2 separate regions of the Oryctolagus cuniculus genome follow, and region 1 is linked to region 2. The links are chromatin contacts, called in public Hi-C maps. All regions are on one chromosome and are shown on one strand. The core of a region is the stretch at or near the end of the contact, and the rest is flanking DNA. Distances in the headings are between cores, read along the strand shown.

Evidence for each region. Hi-C and Micro-C count contacts between places; a contact is called where the count stands out from the background.
Region 1: a contact with region 2 is called in a Hi-C map of skin fibroblasts, with 8 times the contacts expected there. The contact joins the enhancer-like site here to the promoter of EXT1 in region 2. A contact is called at or near these places in 2 of 6 Hi-C or Micro-C datasets (skin fibroblasts and an unstated tissue).

What each region holds. Positions count from the first base shown.
Region 1 is chr6:144,167,492-144,172,814 of mOryCun1.1, forward strand. The region is part of intron 3 of SAMD12 (sterile alpha motif domain containing 12); the gene reads right to left. Among named protein-coding and RNA genes, the nearest start is that of SAMD12, 250 kb to the right of the region's middle. Within about 2 kb of position 1,685, at least 1 of the 8 cell types and tissues checked has an H3K27ac peak or open chromatin away from gene starts, as enhancers often do.
Region 2 is chr6:143,846,943-143,852,254 of mOryCun1.1, forward strand. EXT1 (exostosin glycosyltransferase 1) reads right to left here and starts at 2,523. Exons shown (of 11, transcript XM_002710745.5): 1 at 1,562-2,523. The coding sequence starts at 2,523.

The sequences.
Region 1 (5,323 bases), core at 435-2,934, 320 kb after region 2:
GGGAAACCTCATGAGTCCTTTATTATTACTCTTATTAAAGGATAAGAGCATTCATTTCACATTAGCCATAAGAGAACCCAACGTGCTTGCTTATCTAGCAGTAGAAGATGGTAGGTTTGAATTACTACATCCACAAAGAATGCTCTACTTAGCAACACATGTCTAAGGCCCAGCCACCAGTGCTTTCTGATTAGTGGGGACCAGTGGGGATATATACGACTCTTTTCCTATCATGGGATACCTAACATGGAAGTTGATTAATTGATATCCAAGGATGACCTAATAGATTTTTTTTATTCATTGTGATTGGCTGTCACTTCCTATCATGTTAATTAAGATAGTAATTCCTATCTACCAATGGGAGATCTTGCAGGAAGAACCAGAAAGATAAGGAAGTGGCCACAGAAAGCCCATGTACCAGTGCGAGTACCCTACAGTTGGCTTGTGTGAAAGCTCCCCCTTCAGGAACTTAGAACAACTGCAAAAGGCAACAAGAGGTTGGGACAAAGGAAAAAAAAAACCCAAATTTCTGCCAAATGCCATGCCATAAAAATATTTTCCCCCTTCCTTCGAAGATCTTTTATTATTTAACTGGAACCTCTTGTAAACTAGAGACATATAATGAAACACATTGTCATCCATGCCTGTCCAATCACCCTCCAGGAAAAACTATTATTAAAAGAATAAAGATAGGGGCCAATGCTGTGGCGTAGTAGGTTAATCCCTCTGCCTGCGGCACCAGCATCTCATATGTCACAGGTTCTAGTCCCATCTGCTCTTCTGATACAGCTCTCTGCTATGTCCTGGGAAAGCAGTAAAAGATGATCCAAGTCCCAGGGCCCCTGCAACCATGTGGGAGAACTGGAAGAAGCTCCTGGCTCCTGGCTTTGGATTGGTGCAGCTCCAGCCACTGCGGCCAATTGGGGAGTGAACCTTTCTCTCTGTCTCTCCCTCTCACTGTCTGCAACTCTACTTCTCAAATAAATAAAATCTTCTTTTAAAAAAGAATAAACTCTGTTGAAAGGTATAAGTGTGTGTAGACTGCCATCAAAAATCAGTTATTTATATTCTGAAAACAATGTGAAGGAAAGGATACTTTTTTTTACAAAATGTTATAATTGGAAAAATTTTTATTAACTAAACAATTTGGAGATTCTGCTTTTTGCTCAAGATAAGCACACCATGGGGCTGGAGCTGTGGTATAGTGTGTGAAGCCACTGCCTGCAGCACCGGCATCCCATATGGGCACTGGTTCAAGACCCAGCTTCTTCACTTCTGATTCAGATCCCTGCTGACACGGTTGGCCAAGCAGCAGAAGATGGTCTAAGTCTTTGGGTCCCTGCACCTTGGATTGGCTTAGCTCCAGTTCTTTTGGCCATCTGGGAGGTGAACCAGCAGATGGAGGACCTGTCTCTGCATCTGCCTCTCCCTCTCTGTAACTCTGCTTTTCAAATAAATAATCTTTAAAAAAAACAAAGCACATCATAAAGCTGACTCATATTGAGTATTTCAAAGAATTAGGAGAGTTCCTTTCATTATATAGTCTTCAGTAATCTTCTTGTCCAGGATAAGCTGGTTCCTTCTCCAAGTGTGTTTTAAGAGTGAGCTATCCAATCTGCCTACTTAAGCCAAATAAGCAACCCCTGAGGGGCACATTCCATGCATGGAAATGGCAGCTCACATGTTGATATCTGTCTGCTATGCACTAGACTAGAGGGAGGGTTGCATCAGACTAACAGTGCTCAAGGCCTCCATGACTCAAACAGATCTTCCATTAAAAGTATCTCAACATTCTCATGTATCTAGCATGGCTTCTCATTTCCCTTTACAGTTTTTGGGGACATCTCTCATGGTATAGTGAAAAACAGTCATCTACTCTTGGTTTCCTTTTTATCAATTTAAAGTGTGGTTCCAGTAATAAGTTAATACTTAACCACTGAAGTGGAATCAAGGAGGTACTTTGCAACTTGTATGATTCATCTAAATCATGACTCATCTAAATCATGGTGTGCTGTCATATAAATGTCAGATGTAGGGAAAACTTACAGGAAAAGTTACATGAAGTGATGGGCTTTGTACTTGTATTACTATTAATCATATTAACTATTAATAATCATAATTATAATAAATTAAGCAGACCAGGGGAAGAATTTAGACCAAGAGCCATCCACATTTTTTTCAGAGTATATGACTCAAATTCTGGCAAAAGATAATCAATGACACTACACTTTCACTTCACATCTCTAATATGCCCATGGGAGTTGGCTGAAATCAAGGTAATCTTTAAACCTGGGAAGATTCAAACAACAAAGATTTGGTTTCATATAAAATATCATTTAGTTTGTTGAGCTGAATGTTTCAGCTGCCAAACAGAAGGAACTGTTCCATGTGAAAAACAAACCATCCAGTTAGTACAGTTTCATTCATTTGGGCTTGCTTAACCTGGCCAGTACTACATATGACAACTGGTACAATGGAATCACAAGATAATCTCTACCCTTCATTTAACCCCATTGAACTCTTCCAATCTTGTTTGCTCCCGGTATCTCAGCCATCTCTCCTTTCATCCTTCAAATATTTAATATCAATATCTATATGAGCAGTAATGTATGTATGTTATTTTTGATTATATATAATATAAAATCTAATTTTGGTGACTCAGATAACTTTTTGAATTTTGATTTTTCCAAGTATTTCCAGATTTTTGAAAGGTTTTTTCATTTTATCTGTTTTTAGAAAAACTGTAACAGATGAAAGTTCCTAAAGATTACCCTCTTCTGAATTTTTTTAAGTGGAGCTAAATAGAATTGGGTTAATGAAGAGATACTGCGAACATATGTGTTTGAACTAAAGAATATGCAGTTTCCAAGAAAAGCCCAATCCCCTACTCCGGCTTCTCTGTGTCTGTTCTACTAGAGTTGGTTATCTAGCAATAGCTCAACAAATGTTTATTGAGTAAATTAATGAGCACCAATTCAAAGATAATTGAACAATTAGCAGGTAATGAATGATCTGTAAATTAGCAACTTATAATAAATTACAAATTATGTAGTTAATCAGTAAATAATTAAACTTAGAGATAACAATGGATAAAATGTTTAGTAAGTCAACAAATGGCCAGAATAAAAAAAGAGTAGATCCTCTAAAAATTAAAAGTCCCAAATACAAACTGTTTACAATGGCAGGTATGTTATTATTTTCAAACACTGTAAGATATAAATGGGTACTGAAACAGAATTAGATAAATAGTGTGCATTGCAATTCCCTGTGCCACCTTGCATAATAACCTATTATTAACAGTGATTTAATATTCCACTGCCAAACACCCAATTTGGAATCTTACTGTTCAGATATGTTTGTGAGATTTTCTTTTCAGACTCCATTGTTTTGCACATGCAGACTTTGTGACACATTTTTCACAAATAACCTGGGCTGGGCTTCTGTCCATTTGGGTTATCCTTTCTTTGCTTCTATTTCTCCTGCACATCACTGATTTGATAACCTATTTCAGCAGGGCCTACTATGTGGTGTTCTGATGGCAGTAGGCAAGTTTTTTTTCCTGTGAATTCTGATGTAATGGTTCCTAAATAAATGAGTACAGGAGAGTACTTCAAAAAGTTCATGGAAAATGGAACTTAAAGTTTATTTTGGTGAAAAAAATGAAATCCCATAATACACCTTTTCCATAAGCCTGAAAATTTTTTGAAGACAACTTGTATGTGTAAATTTCAATATTTTTTGTACCAGAACAAAGTTATCTTTTACTCAGATTTTCCAGACTTTTTGAGATCGCCTTATATATGGAACACTTATTTTTTTGGAGCTGTGATGTTTCAAAGGTAGACACTATAATATGGATTACCTCCTGAGTCTGGCTTGGCTTTCCTCTTGGTGGTTTCAGTAACAATCATTTTTATTGATACTGCTTGCAAGAAATGGAGTATACCTGCTTGTAAGATTCAATTTACTTCCTAGGCTTTTTTTCTGAATGTACTAAGAAAATCCAACTCAAATGTGTATAGCCAGAGGTGATAAAGGGAGAGGGTGACATATTGCAAAAAGTTCTAAAGGCAAAGTCAACCAGTTCCTTAAATAAAAAGCAGAAGAATGTCAAGGATAATTTTCTAACCAGGAAATGCTTTTGCCAGTACTGAATCCAATACATGATCAAAGAGAAACCTTGGTGAAACATGTTTTTCCATTGTTTCTAGTCCATCTGTCTCTGATATTTTGTTAATTATCTCAGAAAAGTATTTTGGTATAATTTTCTTTTCCTTTCTATCTCTAATTAAAGGTAACAATTTCTTTTGGTGAATCATAGCTTCAGCATTAAATGATCTTCAACAACTTGGGATATTTACATCATTATAAATTTCTGAATCTCCTAATACAAACTTCTTGATTTCAAAAGTCTTCCCCTACAGTTTGCAGGTTAATGGTGTATACCACTCTATATTAGACAAATATTACTGTGCTGAATATTTAATTGACAAAGGTAAAGTAACAGGAATAAGGCAGGCAGAATTTTTCCTTAAATTGGAGCAAAAATAATTAGCCTTGGGAGTCAGAGGAGCTCAGTACTGCCATCTACTGGCTATGTGGTCTGCATCAATCTTATTTTTGCATTTGTTTTAGATTACCCAACTGAAAACAAATTCACACTAACATTCTATAAACATGGTTCTGACATCAGAAGATCATACATGTAAAATAGCACTTTATAAATTTCAAGTATGATGAAGATATCAATGATAAATTTCTTATGAGTAACAACACCTAGAAATTGTGGGGATCCTCAAAATAATTAAAATGTTTAGGAAATTGTTCAGAGGACTTGGGTATTTTGTCTCTACTCAGCTATCACTTCATCCTTTACTCTGTAGTCATCCATGTCTGATGGGAGAGAGGATCCTGTTTGACTTGGACTCAGCAGGAGTGTATTTCACAGATGTAAGTATATCTTCCCCGCCTTTTCCAATGTTCTCAATGATTCATCACTGAATTTATTACTAAATGGAAGATCCTTCTGGAAAGACTACAGTAGTCCCACCTCCCCTCTACCCCCTGAGATATGCCTCAACATCCACTGAAAGATTTATAAAGAAGGACACCACTGTGGCCACACGTGACCTTCTGAAACTGCTCACTGTATGTTCTCCCCTGGAAGCATTTCTAATGTCCTCATGTCTTATATTACCTGCTGTGTACCAGCCACTGGGGAAAGACTGAAAATTTAATGAATTTAAGAAAAGCTGTGCAAATTTCTTTTTTGGAGAAGCCTTAGGGAAGTGGGAGGCAGATAGAAAGAGAACATTCAGAGAAA
Region 2 (5,312 bases), core at 1,273-3,772:
ATAAACAAAGCAGTTCATTTCCAAGCGTAGCTGAAGTTTCTTTTGTTAAGAAAATTAAATTCATTGCAACTGCGCCCCACATTCACACATAACTGCCCGGGAACAGGAGTCAAACATGGATTCCTAATAGAGTCTCACCTCGGGCTCTTCTTGAGCTTGAAAAGCACAAGGTGTTGGGGATTGGGGACTTTCTCCTGCCCTCTCTATAATCAAGTATGGAAAGACTTTAATTTCCCTTCCAGCCACTCCCACAGAGGCCAGGGTGTCTGAGGAAGTCCACAGCCAACAATCAAACCCTTCTGTTCAGCACCGCTTTCCCACCGTAGCCCCTTCCTGTTCCAATCAGGTTTGTAGAGTATTTCCCTATTCTGCATTTCATGAATCAATTGCAAAATCTGCCAACCTCTGCCAGTTCCTCTTACGCTCAGCTGAGAGGTTCCCCTGCCTTCCCTGGGCAGCACAAGGCTGCTCTGGTTTTTAGCTGGCGTAACGTGGAAATGCACTGTAGGAGCTCACTAACTCTTTCCCAGCCAGATCTAAGTGAGAGTCTGGGGTGCCAGCCCCAGCCACCAGGAAACTAACCCACCAAGCTCAGGTTAAAGCTGATTTGTAGACTCTGGCTTTGACCCCAAATCCAGTGTGTCAGTTGGTGTCACCGGGAAGGAAGAGGAAGACTCAAAAGGGCTACAAAGTAACCAACTCAGTTACTTAGCAACTAGACAAAACTTGCCTCACTACAGAGGGTAGGAGGTATCTCACACCCATTCAAAGGGTAGCAGTCTGCGATTTATATGCAAATAGATAAAGACAAAGGAGAAAAGGAAATCTAAATTAGTAGCCAGAGTTTACAGCTGTGGGACAGAGCCCCAATTTTTTAAAAAAACAGTTTCTCCTAAGAAAGACATTGGATATTCATCTATGAATGAATGAATGAATGAATGAACCAACAACCCAAGGAATCCAAGGCCACAGGCCCCAACAAGCTCACAGTTCCCCTTCATGAAAGTCAAGGCCACGGGGGAGGAAGCAGATGGGCACACAAGTTTGGGAGCTGAAATTAAAACACCTTCCACCACTACCAGGCATTGGAGGTTCATGGAAAGAGGACAGTGTGTGGCTGAGAAACTCCAGGAGAAGCAGGCACTCCCGCTCCTGAGAAACACACACAAAGCATCCACCTGGGGGAGGGTCTTGGTCAGGGGGTAGACACATGCCTTCGCTGGGATCTGGACATCGCCCCAGACCCCACGTCCCAGGGCCACAGGGGAAGCATGGTTTCCAAACTTGGGGCAAACCCCCACCCGGCACAGGAGACAGGACCCTGCCTCGCAGGCCTCCTAGACAAGAGGGGAAAACTGTCAGCTCCTGGGCACCGGAACCAGGCTGTGCAGCGTGCCCCAGGAGCTCAAACTCCCGGCGCTCATCTCCGAGCTACCCACACCTGAACCAGGCTGCTTGGTCCCGGGCTCCGAGCGGGAAGGCACAGAACCCATGAGGGGCTCTGGGTCCTCACTCCCACCCCCAACCTCACACCTGGCCCAGCCTGGGCAGGGCCACTTACTTCTCATACTCGGTGTTGTCTCTGTCACAGCGAGAATCCTTGTGCTTTTGCCAGTCTTTGCCATGCTTGCAGGTGGTGAGGAGCAGGACGTCCTCCCCGTTGTGGACGTGATATAAGGCATTCCTGGTGTCTGAACCTATCCCTGTCAGGTATCTCTTCCCCTTGAAGACCAGCATGTACTTCCGGAGAGGAGGGATGGTGTTAAACTTCAAAAACCCCCTCTCCCCTCCTGTCCTGGGGTGATCCTTGGAAAACAGGGGAATGGAGACATCAAAGTTGGGTCGGAAGTTTTCGGTGCTGATGCTGGCCTTGGCCAGCATCGCCTGGCCGATGTCAAACCCCACGTCCTCGGTGTAGTCGGGCCAAGTGCCGGAATATAAATTAAAAATTAAGTGATTCCTACCATTGTTCCACAAGTGGAGACTCTGCACTTTGGATCTCAGGTTGTGCACATACTGAGGTGACAACTGGTCTCTGTCTAAAGTATCCAGACTCAGGACAAAGAGGCACGCCTGGCTGGGATCCGAGGTGTAGAACCTGGAGCCCTCGATGGCCGCTAGGATGTTTTGGTAACTTTCGGCGATTTTCTCCCCCTTCTGCTGCGGGTAGACGTACACTTTGAAGCCGTTTTTCTTGCAAAGGGTGAAATCGAAGCAGGACTCCATGCGGCACTTCTTGCCTCTGTAGATGCTCGAGTTGGCGTCTCGCTTCTGCCGGGGGGAGAGGTGCACGCTGGAATCCTCGTTCTCCAACTGCTCCCAGGGAACGAAGGGGCGCAGCGCGTCCGGAAAGCGGGGCCAGAAATGATCCGGACCGGGCTGGTGCAAGCCATTCCGACCGCTGCGCTCCTCTCTCCGGCTGTGGCTCCTCGATGCCCTAAACTGCAAGCCTCCGAAATAAAACAAAAGGGCGAGACAAGAGCCAGCTGAGAGCAGGATGAAATAGCGTTTTTTGGCCTGCATGTGTCCTGCCTGGGTCACGAGGATTGTAAATAAACACAAGAATCACCCAAGTTTCCCAATCAACACTTTCAGCTCCAGTCCGCCATCTTCCCGCCTGTAAAGACTTCAAACTCTCCGCTCCCACCTTCTCTGGATGCCTTTCCCCAAGCCGTGGACTGATCCAGCGCATGTGGGCGATTTCCTTAACTTTCTCCCCTTCGGTCTTTCATCTTCGGGTCGCACAATGCACGGGAGACGGCGGGGCGGAATACCTCGCACCCAGGGCGGGCGAGCAGCGGACTGCAATTCTCGTGCATGCAACAAGACGGAGGAAAAAAGAAAAGCGAGGGGCGAAAAAAAAAAAAAAAAAAAGCAAACGCTCCCGGCGCCCGATCCGCGGCAAGCCGAAGTGGTCGCCTCGCCTCTCCCTCCGATCGCTCTCCGCGGCGTGGAAGGCGAGCCCCCGGGAAAGCAACTTCAACTCATCCACACTCCCGTGTGCACAGCGCTCCGCTCCCCACAAGGCGGCCGCTCCGGGGCTCCCGGGCCGGCTAGTGCATCCTGCAGCTGGGGCGCCGTAACCTCACAAATCCCTGCATCTCTCTGTCTTCCCTCCTGCAGCGACTCCGCCGGTGTTTACTCTGCGCTCGCGGGGCCGGCCCCGGCACTCGCGGCGGCCCGGCGGGCGGGCGGGCGGCGGCTGCGGGCGGCGCTGGGCGGCGGCGACGGCGGCGGCGCGTCCTCCCCGCGGGCAGAGCCGGCCCCGAGCGGCGCTTCGCAGGCCCCCGCGCGATCGCCGCCGACCGCCGCGTTCGGTCGCCGAGTGTTACCCGGTTCTGAATGTTACACTTACACATTCCATTCCCGACACGACAGCGCTGACCTCATCCATCCACGCAGACCGCGCTGCCATTGGCCGAGCGTCACGTCCGGGGGGGGCGGTGCTTCCGCTGCGCCCATTCATAACCCCCCGGCCGCGGCCGCGGCGCCGGCGACCGTGGGGCCGCGCGGGTGCCCCTCGCGGGGAGAGCCGGGCGTCCCGAGCGCGGGGCGGCCCCGGGCGAGCGCCCCGCGGCGCCTCGGCGCGCGCAGGCCCCGAGACCCGGCGGTGCCCAGCCGGGAAGTGGCGCCGCCCGGAGGTGCCCGCGGAGACGCGGCGAAGGCGGGACCGGCCGGGGCCCGCGCGGCTCGCCTCGCTCGGCTCGGCTGCCCCGGGCGCTCCCGGCGCCTCCTGGAACGCCTCCCAGAGCGGGGAGGCGGAGAAGGTGCAGGTTCCTTGGAAATGGGGCAGTGGGAGAGCGCCCGAGGGGCGGGGAAGGAGGGGAAGACTTCGGAGACAGCCAACCCACCTGCGAGCCGCCGAGGCCCAGTATCTGAGTATTTCTTACAAAGCGTGGAATCCGCATCCCTGTTCCTCTACGTAGCCCATCTCTCTTTTTTCTTCTTTCCTAAGGCGACACCGCAGTCCCCAGGAATAAAGAATGATCACACTGCTGCCTGCGTGCCTCTGTGGGGAACACCTGTCCTCCCCCCACTCCTAGCACCCCCCCCCCCCGTCTGCAGCCCAGGAAAGCTGCTGAGAGATTCAGTCACAATGCCCACAGACATTTTCTGATAGCTGAGGAAACTGGTTAACTTCAGCTTGTCCTACCCTAAGAGCGATGCTGTTTCTCTCTTTGTGATGGGTGTGATGGTAGTTTTAAAAAGATGTCTCTTAAGGATGGGTGACCAGTAGAACTGCCAACCAGCCCAGCTGTGGCGGGAAACTCGAAGCAGAGAATGATCCTAATTACAGTCAGTAGGAGATGGTGGGTTCCTCATTAAGTTGACTTCCAAGGTCCCAGCCCCTCTAAAAGCCCACTACGTCCACACACCCACCCCCGCAAAGTGCTAGGTGCCTAGCAGAATCTGTGGGCCAAGCCCAGCTCTCTGGCCTCACAGGCTGATAACACCTCCCACCCTCAAGTCCTGGGGCCTGGCCAAGCTGGACACACAGTTGCCTAGAGCAGCAAGCTGTTTAGTGATTGTTTATTATGGGAGGGACTGGGAGGGAAGAACCCTACTTGCCTGAGGCCACAAAAAAAAAAAGAAAGAAAGAAAAGATCACCCAGCTGGGTGTGAATGAAGGCAGGGTTGTAACCAGGCAGGGTGAAATGGTACAGTGGAAACATTTCCGCATCTGTTGTTTCAGATTTGTTTTAATAAAGGGGGAAGGGGTGTGGGTGGTACATCACTGTACATTCCTGAAACCTCTCCCTGTTTCTAACCTGTGAGAGATGAGGCAGCCTGTCCAGATTTGACTTGTGCACCCTGCACAGTCTGGGGAGGCCTGGGATGGGAAAGAGGATTCGGTCATCTTCCAAGTGCGATGACAACGAGGCAGATAAATGCGGTGATGGAAACCACATGTGACCCACAGCTCCCCCGAGCCTGGGGAGGAGGCTGAGAACAGTGGTGCAGGCAGAGCAGGGTGCGGACAGATGCGTTCCTGGGGAAGTTGCAGCCCTCTGGATCCTACCCATGACCTTAGGGGGAGCTGGCACCCTCCTTGCCCCCTTGTGGGCTCTTCCTGCGTTGGCACGTGTTTCTTGCCTTTCCCGCCTAGCTGTGGCTGATTCTCCCATCCCACGCACCATTGTTACCACCACCACCACCCACCCACCCACCCCACATTCCACATTACTGCACAGTGTGAGAAAAACTTTGGTCCTGGAAATGAAGGCAGGCATGGAGCCAGAACTGGGAGCTGCCATTCCTGGTGCCTTGAGTATGTGTCTTAATCTCACTGAACCTTGGTTTCTCATCTGAAA